Linked DNA regions of Mus musculus: regions 1 and 2 are each linked to region 3. Evidence: chromatin contacts called from public Hi-C and HiChIP or PLAC-seq data. All regions are on one chromosome and are shown on one strand. The core of a region is the stretch at or near the end of the contact, and the rest is flanking DNA. Distances in the headings are between cores, read along the strand shown.

Region 1 (4,216 bases), core at 649-3,148, 540 kb after region 3:
ATTAAGTGTGGTCTGTCGACTACCCCCTTCCCGTGCGCCATTGGTGTTGATTCTCCTTTAAATGTGAGCAAAGCAGTTGTCTCTATACCCTACATTTTTTTCCTTATTTCACAAAACAAACAAACAAAAAAACCAAAATAATAACTATCATGACAACAAAAAAAATCTCTAATAACAATAAAGGAAGCAAAACAAAAGAGCAGAAAAAAAAGAGAGCTCTTTTAAAATAACCAGTAGACCCCCACACTGAAGTGCTTTGTCATGTATCTGTAGGCTTGCCACCACAGAGACCGTAAGCAAATGCTTTTCTCATGGCTGTCTTTCTCAGGATGACTTTTGATGGTCTCACCCTGCATCCTACAGACTGACTGAGTTTACTTTCCCAGTTCTTTGTTGTTGGGTATTTAGATGTCTCTCCTCCCCCTCCCCCCCCCCCCGATTTTATGATGTTAATAAATGATACTTTGAGATGCAGACTTACTGTGATTGTAGATTATTTTCTTAGGGTCAGTTTCCAGAAGCAGGATTTGATGAGTTAAAAGACAAAAGAATTTTTTTAGTTCTCAATGGCTACTGACTCCTAAGTTGTTTTCCAGAGGAGTGTCTGGAGCTCCACTGTGCTGCAACATTGTGGCCCACTGCAGATGCTGAGTGTTTTACAAAGGCTTGGGTCAGGGGTGCACGTGTTCAGTTCTTTCTTGGATCGTGGAAAGGTTGCATATGGCTTGACTTATTCTTCTTCTTAAGCTTTTATTTCCTTTGCTTTTTATGGGCAGCTCCTAGCTAGCTAGCTCAGGTCAATTTTTTTTCCCCCTATGTAGAATTTTTTAGATTCCGGGATTTTACAGATAAAATACAAACCAACTAAATTAACAACTGAGCCCAAATGTCCATCTGTATAATAAATACTTTGGACATATTTTATGGTTGGATTAGCTGTTTGTGATCTTAACTTCCTTACAGGTCACGAGTTAATAGGGTGACATTCGGAGAGTTGGGGGTCTTTTCCTCTTCTTTTTAGACTTCTCTTTGTTCTCCCCCCACCCCCCCGCCCCGCTCCCATTTCCTGTCCCCACCCCCATGCACTATGTTTGTGTCTTTGGAGATAAAAACATAAAAGGAATGGTTTTTAGTCACACGCCTTCAACTCTCTCACAACGCAGCTTTCCTAAATGATGTACTATAGACTGAGAAGAGAATCGCGGCATTGTAACAAATAGCCTGTGACTAAAGCAGGAAATCTCAGAGAGGTGTGTTTGAGGGTGTAATCCTAGCTGGTAGTATGGGGGAGTCTGACGTGTTTTTCAAGTTGGTCTTGACTCACCCTGTTCTTTCTGGAATGTTTGCTATCCTCAGTATGACAGCGTCGCCTTGATGACAGGCTCTCTCACTGGGCCATGCATACCAGGGCCCCAGAACTGGTTTGCTTATTTGCCTGGGGAGAACTGTGGAAACACCCCCTGCAAGGGGGGGGGGGCTTGCCACAGCAGCACTCAGCGTCTGACGGGCACTCGGTGACTGGGCTCCAGGCTTGCACTGGGGATGCCAAGGTTAGGTCTGGCCTCACAGTGCCGCCCTCTCCTCCAACCCTCCCTCACTCCTCCCTCACTTAATGGTGGCCGCTCTACCTGGGTGATGCTGGCCGGGTGCTTGCCTGGTGGGAGAATCTAAAGTTGGCAGTGTAGCCGGGTGTGCGGTGGCTCTGTTGCTATTTAATTTGTTAATGAAACACGGAGCCCATCCCCCCTCCTGCACACCTCTCCGCTGTTTGCGATGAGGCACAATTAATTTATTTGTGCTGTCTGTGGAGGCGGATGGCGGCTAATGCAGTGAGGGCTTTTATCTTTACGTTTGTAATGAAGAGGAGCAGGCTGCTGGCAGATTGACAAGGCTTACAGATGACTCACTAGCCGGCTGCAGATGCTTTCTTCTGAAATAATAAAATGTGCACTCGCAAGCCGGGTTCCTGCGTGAAACAGGCAGAGCTGGTTTGGGAAAGTTCATGCAGAAGAAAGAAGAAGAAAAAGGCGGGAAGCTCCCTGTGGGCTGCCTGGCCCGACTGGCTGGACTGGGGCAGGGCTCCTCTTGCCCTTTTTGGAAGGGGAACTCCTAGCCTCCCCTCCCTGCTCACTCTCCAGGTTGGCTCATTTCTGTTGCCGCAGACACCATGCTCACAACCACCTCTCTTGGGGTCCTATCGTGAATCACGTGGTGAGGCCTGCCTAGGAGGCCCCAACGTTTGCAGCCCATTTGCTCTCAGCCTGCAAGTGTATCTGGGGTTCCTCTGGCCTTTGTGTCTCTGGGTCTGGGCTTTGGTGGTGGCCTTGTTTATCATGAGTGACATTCTGTCACCTACTCTGACATAACAGTTACTATAGCAGTTTATCTAATAACTGCTACTTAATTCAGGAAAACTGCATTTTCTAAGTTGGAGGCATGTGGACTAAAATGACTATTCTCTTGACTTTCCAGTTGGGATATTCTGACATTGAAACGTTTTGTGAGTTGGATTTGTTTTATTCCTCATTCTAGAGATGAGGAAATGGAGATGGGTAGAGATTAAAATAATGTGTCTGTAATCACAAGGGAAGGTACTGACCTTGAAAGCCAAATGTCCAAAACTTGACCTTAAGATCTTTCCATGACACTGATATTCTAAGGATGAAATAAAACATTCATAAATGGCTGACCATTGCAGTTTAAGAATTAGATGAGATTATCTATATATCTATATATATTTATGGTATATTTCTATAGTTCTGTAGGCTAGCTGGAAACCACAAGATACTTAAAAGTTACCTTTTAAGCGTACCTGCAGTTCATGTGGTTTAGGCAGGTGGATTGTCCTGTGTTCGAGATCAGCCTGGGCTGGACTACAGACCGTGACCCCTTAGAACCAATGGGTATGGGGGAAAGCTGAAAGTCTGCTATGGGTCTGAGAAATGCATTGTAAAGTATACTTAAGTACTGAATCAGTTGCAGAGGGCCAAGTGTCAGCGTCCAGTTGCACCTGTCTCCTGTGCCAGCAACACAGACATGAACATGTTATCCTAACTGAGCCAGAAGGAGCTATGGGGATCTTACAGATGGAGCGACTCTGAGGATACTATTCACTTATCTAACCCATGCATGCCCACAATAATCAGCTGAGCTCCCACCGGGCTGGGAGACAGGCTTAGGCTGTGAGCAGAACATGCAGGCCTGTCTCCAAGGAACTTGCAGTCAGTGGAGGAGAACACAGTTGAGCAGGCACTGCCATGGCCAGTGACAGGAACAGTAATGAAGAAGTTGGGACATTCGAGTGCTCCTAGTAGGGTAGAGGGACATTGAGAAAGAGGCACCATAAAGGAGTGGCACTGACCAGGAGACTTGAAGGCTTTTGCAAAAAATTAAACATTAGGTTTTTAGATGTAAAAATTTTCTACCTTACAATTCTCAAATTCAGCTAATGTCAGTTGTAAGTAGGCATGGCAAGAAACTGCTGAACCAAGCCACCCTGGACGGCAAAGCAGACCTGCTGAGCTGCCTGGGATAGTGGAGGACAGCATTCCACAGCAGGGGCTCAAGCTGCCTGGTGATGGTGGGAGACCCGAGCAAACACCATCACAAGAATCTGGTTTACTGACCATCTGGTCAGCTCATTGATTTTTTTTTTTTCCTTGAAAAAAAAATCTGAGGAGATTGGGGCCGTTGTCTGAGATGAACATTGGAGGTCAGAGGGCTGAGGAAATGGGGGCAGTTGTCACTCTGAGATGAACAGTGGAGGTCAGAGGGCTGAGGAGCATGAGCCAAGGGCCTTAGGAGCCCTGGGTTGAGGTTAGCTCCCTGTGGTTGGATTTTGTGTGCCAGCACTTACAGATATTTAATCCCCTCTTCTACCTGGCTGGTACTTATACCCGCTTAATTTGGACAACTACCCCAGTCCAATCCTCTGGGAAGCAAAGGTATTTGGGGTTATCATGTACTGTGGAGGTGGGAGGTGGGGTAAGGGGCTGGTCTTCAACAGCCTATGGAGGTGGCAGGATGTCTAAAGGGTTGAAAGTCAGGTGGACCTCTGGCAGCATCCAGAGACTGGGCAGAAGGTGGCACTAAGGATGAGCTTAGTCTTGGTGGCATGGATCTCAAGTGTTTGTCTCCTTGTCTGAGTGGTGGGGAAGACAGGGAGAATTCCCAGCAGTATCAGGAGACAAGAGAACTTCAGCTTTCGTGGTCCTAT
Region 2 (3,981 bases), core at 1,460-3,959, 960 kb after region 3:
GTACACACATGGATGTGCGTTTACATCCAAACACACATGTGTACCCCCTCCAAGCACACATTTACACGCTGTACACAGGGGGAAAAAAGAGTAAAATGGTAGAGATTTGAGTTCCCACTATGACAGGGGAGATCAAAGGTGGCAGTAGGGACAAAACAGCACAGAAGTGACAACGTGTAAACTCTGTAAAGACAGACGGGACTGGTGTGCTTCTCAGGATGGGCAAAGGTAGGCCAGGCCTGCAACTGGAGGAGTCTTTGGGTACAGACACTTGCTGAGCCAGCTTCCTTTCCAGCTTGTCCCTCCTACTGCCTGGTGGGTGCCCCGCATAAGACATGTTCTTTCCTGCTTCCATGGCTCTCTACCCACATCCTTGCTCTCCTTATCAGCCTACCCACTGCCCGCTGCCCACTGCCCCCTGCCCCCTGCTGCTGCCCCCTGCCCCCTGCCCACTGCCCCCTGCCTACTGCCCCCTGCCTACTGCCCACTGCCCCCTGCCTACTGCCCACTGCCCCCTGCCTGCTGCCCCCTGCCCACTGCCCGCTGTCCACTGCCCTCTGCCCTGGTCTTTTAAGGCTTAGCTCAACCATTTCCAGTTTCTTCTCCCCACCAAAGCCCAGGCTTCCCACTGGGGGCACCACATCTCTAGCCACGGACCTCCCTGGAGTAGTGGCTGTAATTATTTTGGACGCCTTTCCCCTGGGGGCAGGGACCAAGCTCTATTCATGTCTTCGCCTTCCATATGGGTCTTGACATAGAAGATGTGTTCAAAAAGTCAAGTGAATGAATTAAAAGAATTGTTTCCCCTTGGATTCAATCGAAGAGGCGATTGCAGTCACTTGCATCATGCAATCTTCATTGTGCCGACTTGAAAAACACTTTTTCTTCTCCTCCCACGACCAGTGTGACTCATCCCTGGGGCAGATAACACAGCTAGAAACTTCACTTTCTAAAATCTTTTCAAAAATCTGCTTTTTGAACATTCTCCTCCCAAGACAAAAACACAAGGAGGGTTTGGATTCTCTCAACTTGGCGGTTGACTGACAGAGTGCTAAAGATGTTTGGAGCTTCATCTCTGCAAGAGCCTCCAAAAAAGAACAGGCAGGCGAGTCACCGAGCGAGTCGTTCATCTTGGCTCCACTCATGGCTCTCTCAGGCCTTAGCACCACTTCTCACTCAACAGACACAGCACCTCCATCATTCCTGGAAGGCGTGGAGACTGAAGACCAAGAAAAAGCACAAACCAATAAAAGCTGACGTGGAGCTTAGGTCTGTCTAAGCCAGAAGGGTGCTGTAGCAATGTTACCCTGTTTGTTCTGGGTTCAATAGAAGACAGGCCCACCAAAATTGGGTGCTGATCTTTTGTATACATGTGATCTATGCACGTGTTCCTGTGATGTTCCTATGGGGTATATACTGTGTGTTCAGTTGCATGTACACCTGTGTTTACATTCTTGGGGAGGTCAGAGGTCAATGACAAATATCTTTAATTGTTCTCCACTTGATTGATCATCAGTGCTTTGGAGGTTTAACATATGTTTTTTTTTTAAAGAGTTTTTTTATGTCTATGAGTGTTTTGCTTGCATACCTGATGCCCTGGGAGAAGAGACGAGGGAGTCAGATCCTTGGAGTTAGAGCTGCAGTTCTGGATGGATGTAGGTACTAGAAATTGAACCCAGGTTCTCTGCAAGATAAGGAAGAATTCTTATCTTCAAAGCCATCTCTCCAGCCCCACCATTTTGGGTCTTGAAGACAGGGTCTCATAGAACCCAGACTGATCCTGCTGTTTCTGTCTCCCACAGGTTGGCTTATAGGCACTAACCACCACACCTAGATTTCCATCTTCTTTTTTTAAAACAGTCTTCTATTGAATTTGACACTCACAGATCCAGCTAGATTGGCTGGCCAATTAACTCTGAAATTGACTGATTCCACCCTTAACCCCCCAGTGCTGGGATTGTAGATATGTACCACACGCAGCTTTGAGATGGATTCTGGGATCTGAATCCAGGTTCTCTTGCATGTGTGTCACACTCTCCTCACTGAGCCACCTCCCAGCCTTGAACACCCATCCTTGACAAGACAAGATGTGGGCAAGGACAGCATCCCTGGGAAAACACGGTATTCTCCTTTCTGGTTTGTGGCTGTGACAAAACACTGACTAAAAGCAACGTAGGGAGGGGAAAGGGATTATTTGGCTTATGGGTCACAGTTCATCACTGAGGGAAGTCAGGGCAGGAACTCAAGGTAGGAACCTGGAGGCAGGAGGTAAAGCAAAGAAGACAGAGAAACGCTGCCTACTGGTTTCCCTGCGTCTTTCTCTGTTTCCTTTCTTACACAACCTAGGACCATTTGCCAAGAGGTGGTACTGCCCACAGTGGGCTGGGCCCTCCCACATCAATAGTTAATCATGAAAATACCCACAGACATGTCAATGTGATAGAGGCAATCCCTCAACTGAAGTTCCCTCTTCTCAGGTGATGCTAGTGCGTGTCAAGGTGACAAAAACTCACCAGCACACACAGTTTTCAGTGATGGTTATGACGAGCACCTGCCCCAGCCACCAACCTGCTCTTTCCCGTGTCCCTCTTTGCACCTTGACTGCAGTGCCAGGAGCTTTTTCTCCTGTCCACCCCCACACAAGGACATAAAAGCCCCTTTCTCCTAGCTTGCCGCTTAATTACAACTTACTGCTCCTTGTCCCAGCACTGCCATGGCAACAAGTAGCATTGGTACAAGAGTCAAAAGCAAGAAAGGTTGCCTGGCAACAGAGTAGTAGGATGAATTCAGCGATCCCAGAGGCCCAAGTTCTAGCTTGGGTTCTGACTACCTGGGACACAGCAGATAAAAACCGAGCTCCCCTGCACTTTGATTAGCCTTGGGGATTGTATTGTTATTTGTGAAACAAAGGTAGGAACAACGTTGGTCTCAGAGGACTGCTGTAAAGAGCAGCTCATTCCACTTATTCTGGGTCGCTGTTGTTGGGAGAGAAAAATCGCACGTGTGGACTAAGCACAAAGCAAACCAATGTCAAAGACAGACCAAGGTCAAAGGCAGATTACTTTCTGAAGACTGAGCTGCAGGAGTGTCAGTCACTTTGGTGCCATCTCTTTGTTATGGTCTCCTTCCTGTAGCCTCTTTGATAGTGTCTCCTGGGAGGATCATCAAATGTGTCAGTTATAATTCAAATGTAGATGCTGTTCGGCCAATCAACTTTATCTCTAGGAATCTTTGATATGGAAATACATGAAAATGTTTTCAAGCTGAAAACTGAATATGAACCCAAGAGGCCATTGAAGAGGGGACAACAGCACATCAAGCAGTGGGACCAATGGGATGCTGTGCAGTTTGAGAGGAGTCATTTGTCCAGTGATTGCTATTCTTGTTTTGTTTTGTTTTTTGTTTTGTTTTGTTTTTTGAGACAAGTCCCCATGTAGCCGGAGCTGGCTTCAGGTTTGCTAGGTAGCCGTATGACCTTAAACTTCTGATCTTCCTGCTTCCACCTCCTGAGGGCTGGGAGTCTAAGCATGTATCACCAACCTCAGTTTAATGCTGTGCCGAGGATAGAACCCAGGTCCTGCACATCCTATACCAACTGTGTCACATCCTCAGCACTTAGGAATTGGGGCCACTGAATATTACCTGCTACTGATTGTTCCCTGTAGTCCCTCAAGGCCCTGTGAAGAGGTCATGCCATTTGTAACAGCAAGATACTAGAAAACAAAATGGCCAGCATTTGAAATTAAAGTAACACTCTGTAGGGTTAAAAAGGTAGCTCTTCATTCAACAACAGACAAGGGGGTCTCTAAAATAAGATGTGTAGCAAATGAAGGCAAATGGCAGACAGACACACCCTTTCCAAAGATGTACCTACAAACACATCTCAAAATGCCTGGGAGGACTTGTCTCAGAGTATAAACAGTCACTTCTTGTTGCTTCCAGAAGAGGTGATAAATGCTTAAATATCCTCAAATGTTGTGT
Region 3 (4,250 bases), core at 453-2,952:
CTTGTTTTAAGACAGGGTTTTGTGTTAAACCTGGACCTCACTAGCTAGGCTAGTCTAATTGATGAATATGCTTTAAGGACCCATCTGTCTCTGTTTCCTCTCCCCAGTGTCAGGGTTACAGACCACAGAGCTCACTTTTTATATGGGTTCTAGGGATCTAAACTCAGTCCTGACACTTGCAGGGCAAGCACCTCGCCAACTGAACCATTGCCCCAGCTCAGTGCATAGTATTTTCTCGTTTGAAACAGAGTCATGGGGCTGGAGAGATGGCTCAGCAGTTAAGAGCACTGACTGTTCTTCCAGAGGTTCTAATTTCAATTCCCAGCAACTGCAGGGTGGCTCACAACAATCTATAATGGGATCTGATGCCCTCTTCTGGCATGCAGGTGTACATGTAGAAAGAGCGCTCATATACAAAATAAATCTTTTTAAAGGAAAAAAGAGAGTCATACAAGATAGCCCAGGTATTGAACTCCCAGTCCTCTGACCTCAGCCTCCCGTGTGCTGGAACTACACAGGTGCCAGCTGCTGTACTTGGCTTAAGTTTTATCTTTATAGACATAGTGTGTGCTCTAAAGTGAGTCTACTTCTGTCTCTGTGCTTTGGCTGTCTCTGTCCTCTCCTGTTCTCAGGAGTCCTGAGGGTCTTGAGTATAAAGATGCTGAAAGGGGTAAGGTGGACGGAACAGGTCAGGAGCTTCAGATGCCACTCTCCACGAGCAGAATAGTCTGAGGACACTCTGGACACAGAGAAAATAAAAAAACAGAAGAAACAAAAACCAAAACCCTCTGAGTTGTAATAGCTGCGTTTGCAGACTTGGACTTTAAAATGAAGCCATCACAGAGTAGCATACAACCCCCTTGAGTCTCCCCTTAACTCAGGCCTGGCCTGAGCTTCTCAAGCCACGTTCCAGAGTGGCTGCAGCAGGGATCCCTTTAGCCCATGGCTGTAGCCAAAAGCAGTGGTTATGTTTTAAAACTCACCCTGCTGCTACATATTTTACTTCTTTGTAAGCTTTAGATATTTAAAAATAAAATCCTAAAGATAAGTGAGATGTGTGTGTGTGTGTGTGTTTGGCGGGGGGGGGGGGTTCCATGCCTGTGATCTACGCATTTTCGAGGCCTAGAAGATTGTGAGTTCGAGGCCAGCCTGGTCTATGTGATAAAATCTCATCTCAAACCAACCAACCAGCCAGCATCCCTTAGTAAGGAACCACATTGATTGATCTGTGGAGGTCATCATCGTCCTTCCCCTGCCCTCGTGCTTACACCCGTGAACACCCACAGGGTGTTTGTGCGATGCGGGTGCTCTTCTCCAAAGTATTAGGCATACCTCTGGGTACAGAATTCATTTGGAGCAGGACTTGGCCTTGGGTCTAAAACCTGCTCAACATTTAAGTGTGCACCCAGAGGAGCATTTGTTGCAGCAGAATTCCGAAATCTGAGCAACCTTTGGCAGCTGAAGGCTGAGAGGGAAAAACAAACAAACAAACCCAACAACCCATCCAGAGCCTTTTCCCAAAGCTGAAATGTTTACGTTGGATGCAAATATGGCCTGAGGTTTCAGGAAGAGGGTGGGGATGGTTAAGGGTGGAGGGCCGTGGGAACAGCGCCACCTTGTGGTCTCATCATTACTTTCCAGAGCAGCTATAGCTGCAGTGCCAGCTGCCACCAGACTGGGGCGGACATTTTGGACTTAGGACTTTGATTCGGAGACTGGGAGACATCTGCACTAGAACCTAGCTCCGACAGGCCCAGCTGCCTGACTCAAAAGACTTCATTAAAGACTACTCTGGCACAGCTACATAGTTGTTGAAGAAGAGGCGGGGGGGGGGGGCGGGGGAGAAGGGCGTGTGGCTGGCACTCATGAGACCATTTGGATCTGGAGGGACTGGCAGAGAGCCTGGAAGACCACGCCCAAGCTGGGAAGCTGGGGAACCAGGCGGTCTGCATTGGGAAGGCAGAAGGCAGATGGGTTGGCCACTCCTTCCCTTAGCTCTGTCTTGGTGTGTCTATTGGTCTCTCCCGTTGCTGCCCCCCATCACCCCAACACAGGGTACCAGGAAGGTAAAATAAGATGGCAGTTTCCTAGAACATCGGAAGTCCCAGAGGCACCCGGAGCTCTTCCCTTCCTCACCTTCTCAGTGGGACTCTCAAGCACAACACATCTCTGTCTGAGACAAAGATGACTGCCACCACAGGCAGGGAACACGAAAGTCATCTGTGCTTTTTTCCTCTAACAGCTACATCAAAATAAGTATACGAAGCAAATAAAAATTAATTTGGATACTATATTTTGTTTCATCCAACAGATCTGATGTCTTGGCATTTTAACATGTTAAGAAAATAGAATTCAGAGCTAGGCATTGTGGTACACAGCTGTAATTCCAGTGCTTGAGAGACTGAGACAACAGGATTGTGAACTAGAGTATCCTGGACTAAAACAGAGAGACCATCTGACAAACAAAGATAAACAAAAGAGTAATGTTATCTTTAGCTCCACTTCCCACCCTGGTTCTAAGGCTTTGGGATTCTGTATGTATTTTACTAGATTGGAAACACACAGATGCACACACACACACACCAGCAGCAGTTAGCACAAGAAAGGACATAGGATTCTTTGGTAGTTGGTAGAAGAGACCAACATGACCTGGCAAAGTCACATGGAGGCATTCACACTGGGCCATGGTGGCTGTGTGAGATTTAGAAAATGAAGTGACGAGTGTTTGGCCTGAGGAAGATGGATTATCCATCCCTGTTCTACTGGATCATGTCTGTCTCCCCTCCAATCTCCCCCCATCAGTACACACACACACACACACACACACACACACACACACTCTCATGTATGCACACACAGGTGTGGAGGTCAGAGCGCAGCTTCAGATGTCTCTCCTCAGGCATTGCTCGCCTTGATTTTTGAGACAGATTGCTCACTGACCTAGAACTCACTGAGTAGCCTAGTCTGGCTGGCCAGTGAGCCTGAGATCTGCCTGTCTCCGCAGCAGTGCTGTGATTCCAAGCACACACCACCACACATGGCTCTTAAAAATGATTGTTATTTTAAACAAACAAACAAACAAACAAACAAACAAACCAGGGGTTCTGGAGCCCCAGTCGGACCCTCCCGCTATCAAGCCAGCATTAATGACTGAGATGCTCTCTGGAGTTTTAAAGGATTGACAAAGATCAATAGCAGAAACTTCTCTGGATGCTGTAGAAAAATGTTTCAGGCTGACCCAGTGACCCCATCCCATAAGCCTCTGTGACCCAGTCCCACAGTAAACCTTCCACTGGGGCCCTTCGCTCACCAGTCTCTTCTGAGAACCTCAGAGCCACAGGTGAAGGTGCCCACCTAGCGAGTGGATGTGTTCCCTCATCCACACAGCCTGGTCACAGACAGTCCCCAAACCACAATCCACATCACATGTTCTACTGGGTGTTTGTTTGTTTGTTTGTTTGTTTTGCTTGCTTGCTTGCTTTCTTTCTTTCTTTCTTTCTTTCTTTTTTTTTTTTTTTTTTTTTTTTTTTTTTTTTTGTCTTGACTACCCTGAAACTCACTCTGTAGACCAGGCTGGCCTTGAACTCAGAGATCCACCTACCTCTGCCTCCCAAGGGCTGGGATTAAAAACATGCGCCACCACCACCCAGATTTCCAGTTCTTTTTTATGATTACATTTATGTACTTAGTTTGAGTTGGGGGTACAGGTCACAGCTTGTATGTGGGAGTTGGTTCTCTCCTTATCTCGTGGGTGCTGGGTTTGAAGCTACATGTCAGGCTTAGCAGGAAATGCTTCTACCCATGAGCCATCTCTCTCTAGCCATCTTCAGGTTTTTAGGGCTCAGAATAATTAAGTCAGAGTTGATAGAGCCGACAATTCTACACTTCTCCAGTGGGGAAACTGAGTCCCACTGAGGGAAAGAATGTTGCCAGGTCATGAAGCAAGATTCTCATCTGAGGCAAATGAGAAGGCTCAAAGGGTAAAATAGCACGCCTCACAAGCAGGACAATCCCCGAAACACACAGTAGAAGGAGAGAAACAACTCCCTAAAGTTGCCCTCTAACTTGTACATACATTCCATGGCAAGTACACACACACACACACACACACACACACTATATCCACAGCATACACATAATCACCACTACCACCACCATTATCATCATCACCACCATCATCTCTTCTCTTGGGTCTCCCCCTTCCTGTATCCACTGTAGCCTTAGGCATCTACTAGATGGTCTGGATAAAA

The links. Hi-C and Micro-C count contacts between places; a contact is called where the count stands out from the background. HiChIP or PLAC-seq counts read pairs in DNA pulled down with a chosen protein or histone mark.
Region 1: an HNF4G HiChIP or PLAC-seq map of pancreatic cancer cells shows a contact between it and region 3. The contact joins two enhancer-like sites.
Region 2: a contact with region 3 is called in a Hi-C map of cerebellum, with 2.3 times the contacts expected there. The contact joins the promoter of 4930543E12Rik here to the enhancer-like site in region 3. A contact is called at or near these places in 1 of 15 datasets of contacts at CTCF or cohesin (embryonic stem cells), 7 of 484 Hi-C or Micro-C datasets (the N1E-115 cell line, cardiomyocytes, cerebellum and 4 more) and 3 of 115 datasets of contacts at active chromatin or transcription factors (the NIH/3T3 cell line, fibro-adipogenic progenitors and pancreatic cancer cells).

Annotation. Positions count from the first base shown.
Region 1 is chr7:112,718,928-112,723,143 of GRCm38.p6, forward strand. All of the region lies in intron 1 of Tead1 (TEA domain family member 1), which reads left to right. Among named protein-coding and RNA genes, the nearest start is that of Tead1, 42 kb to the left of the region's middle. Within about 2 kb of position 1,899, at least 151 of the 459 cell types and tissues checked have an H3K27ac peak or open chromatin away from gene starts, as enhancers often do. A contact at or near this core is called in pancreatic cancer cells, where this site is marked.
Region 2 is chr7:113,139,306-113,143,286 of GRCm38.p6, forward strand. It overlaps 4930543E12Rik (RIKEN cDNA 4930543E12 gene), which reads right to left and starts at 2,710. Exons shown (of 6, transcript NR_045978.1): 1 at 2,514-2,710; 2 at 1,589-1,684.
Region 3 is chr7:112,178,694-112,182,943 of GRCm38.p6, forward strand. No RefSeq gene overlaps it. Among named protein-coding and RNA genes, the nearest start is that of Gm39071, 7.1 kb to the right of the region's middle. Within about 2 kb of position 1,703, at least 72 of the 459 cell types and tissues checked have an H3K27ac peak or open chromatin away from gene starts, as enhancers often do. A contact at or near this core is called in the N1E-115 cell line, cerebellum, fibro-adipogenic progenitors and 2 more, where this site is marked.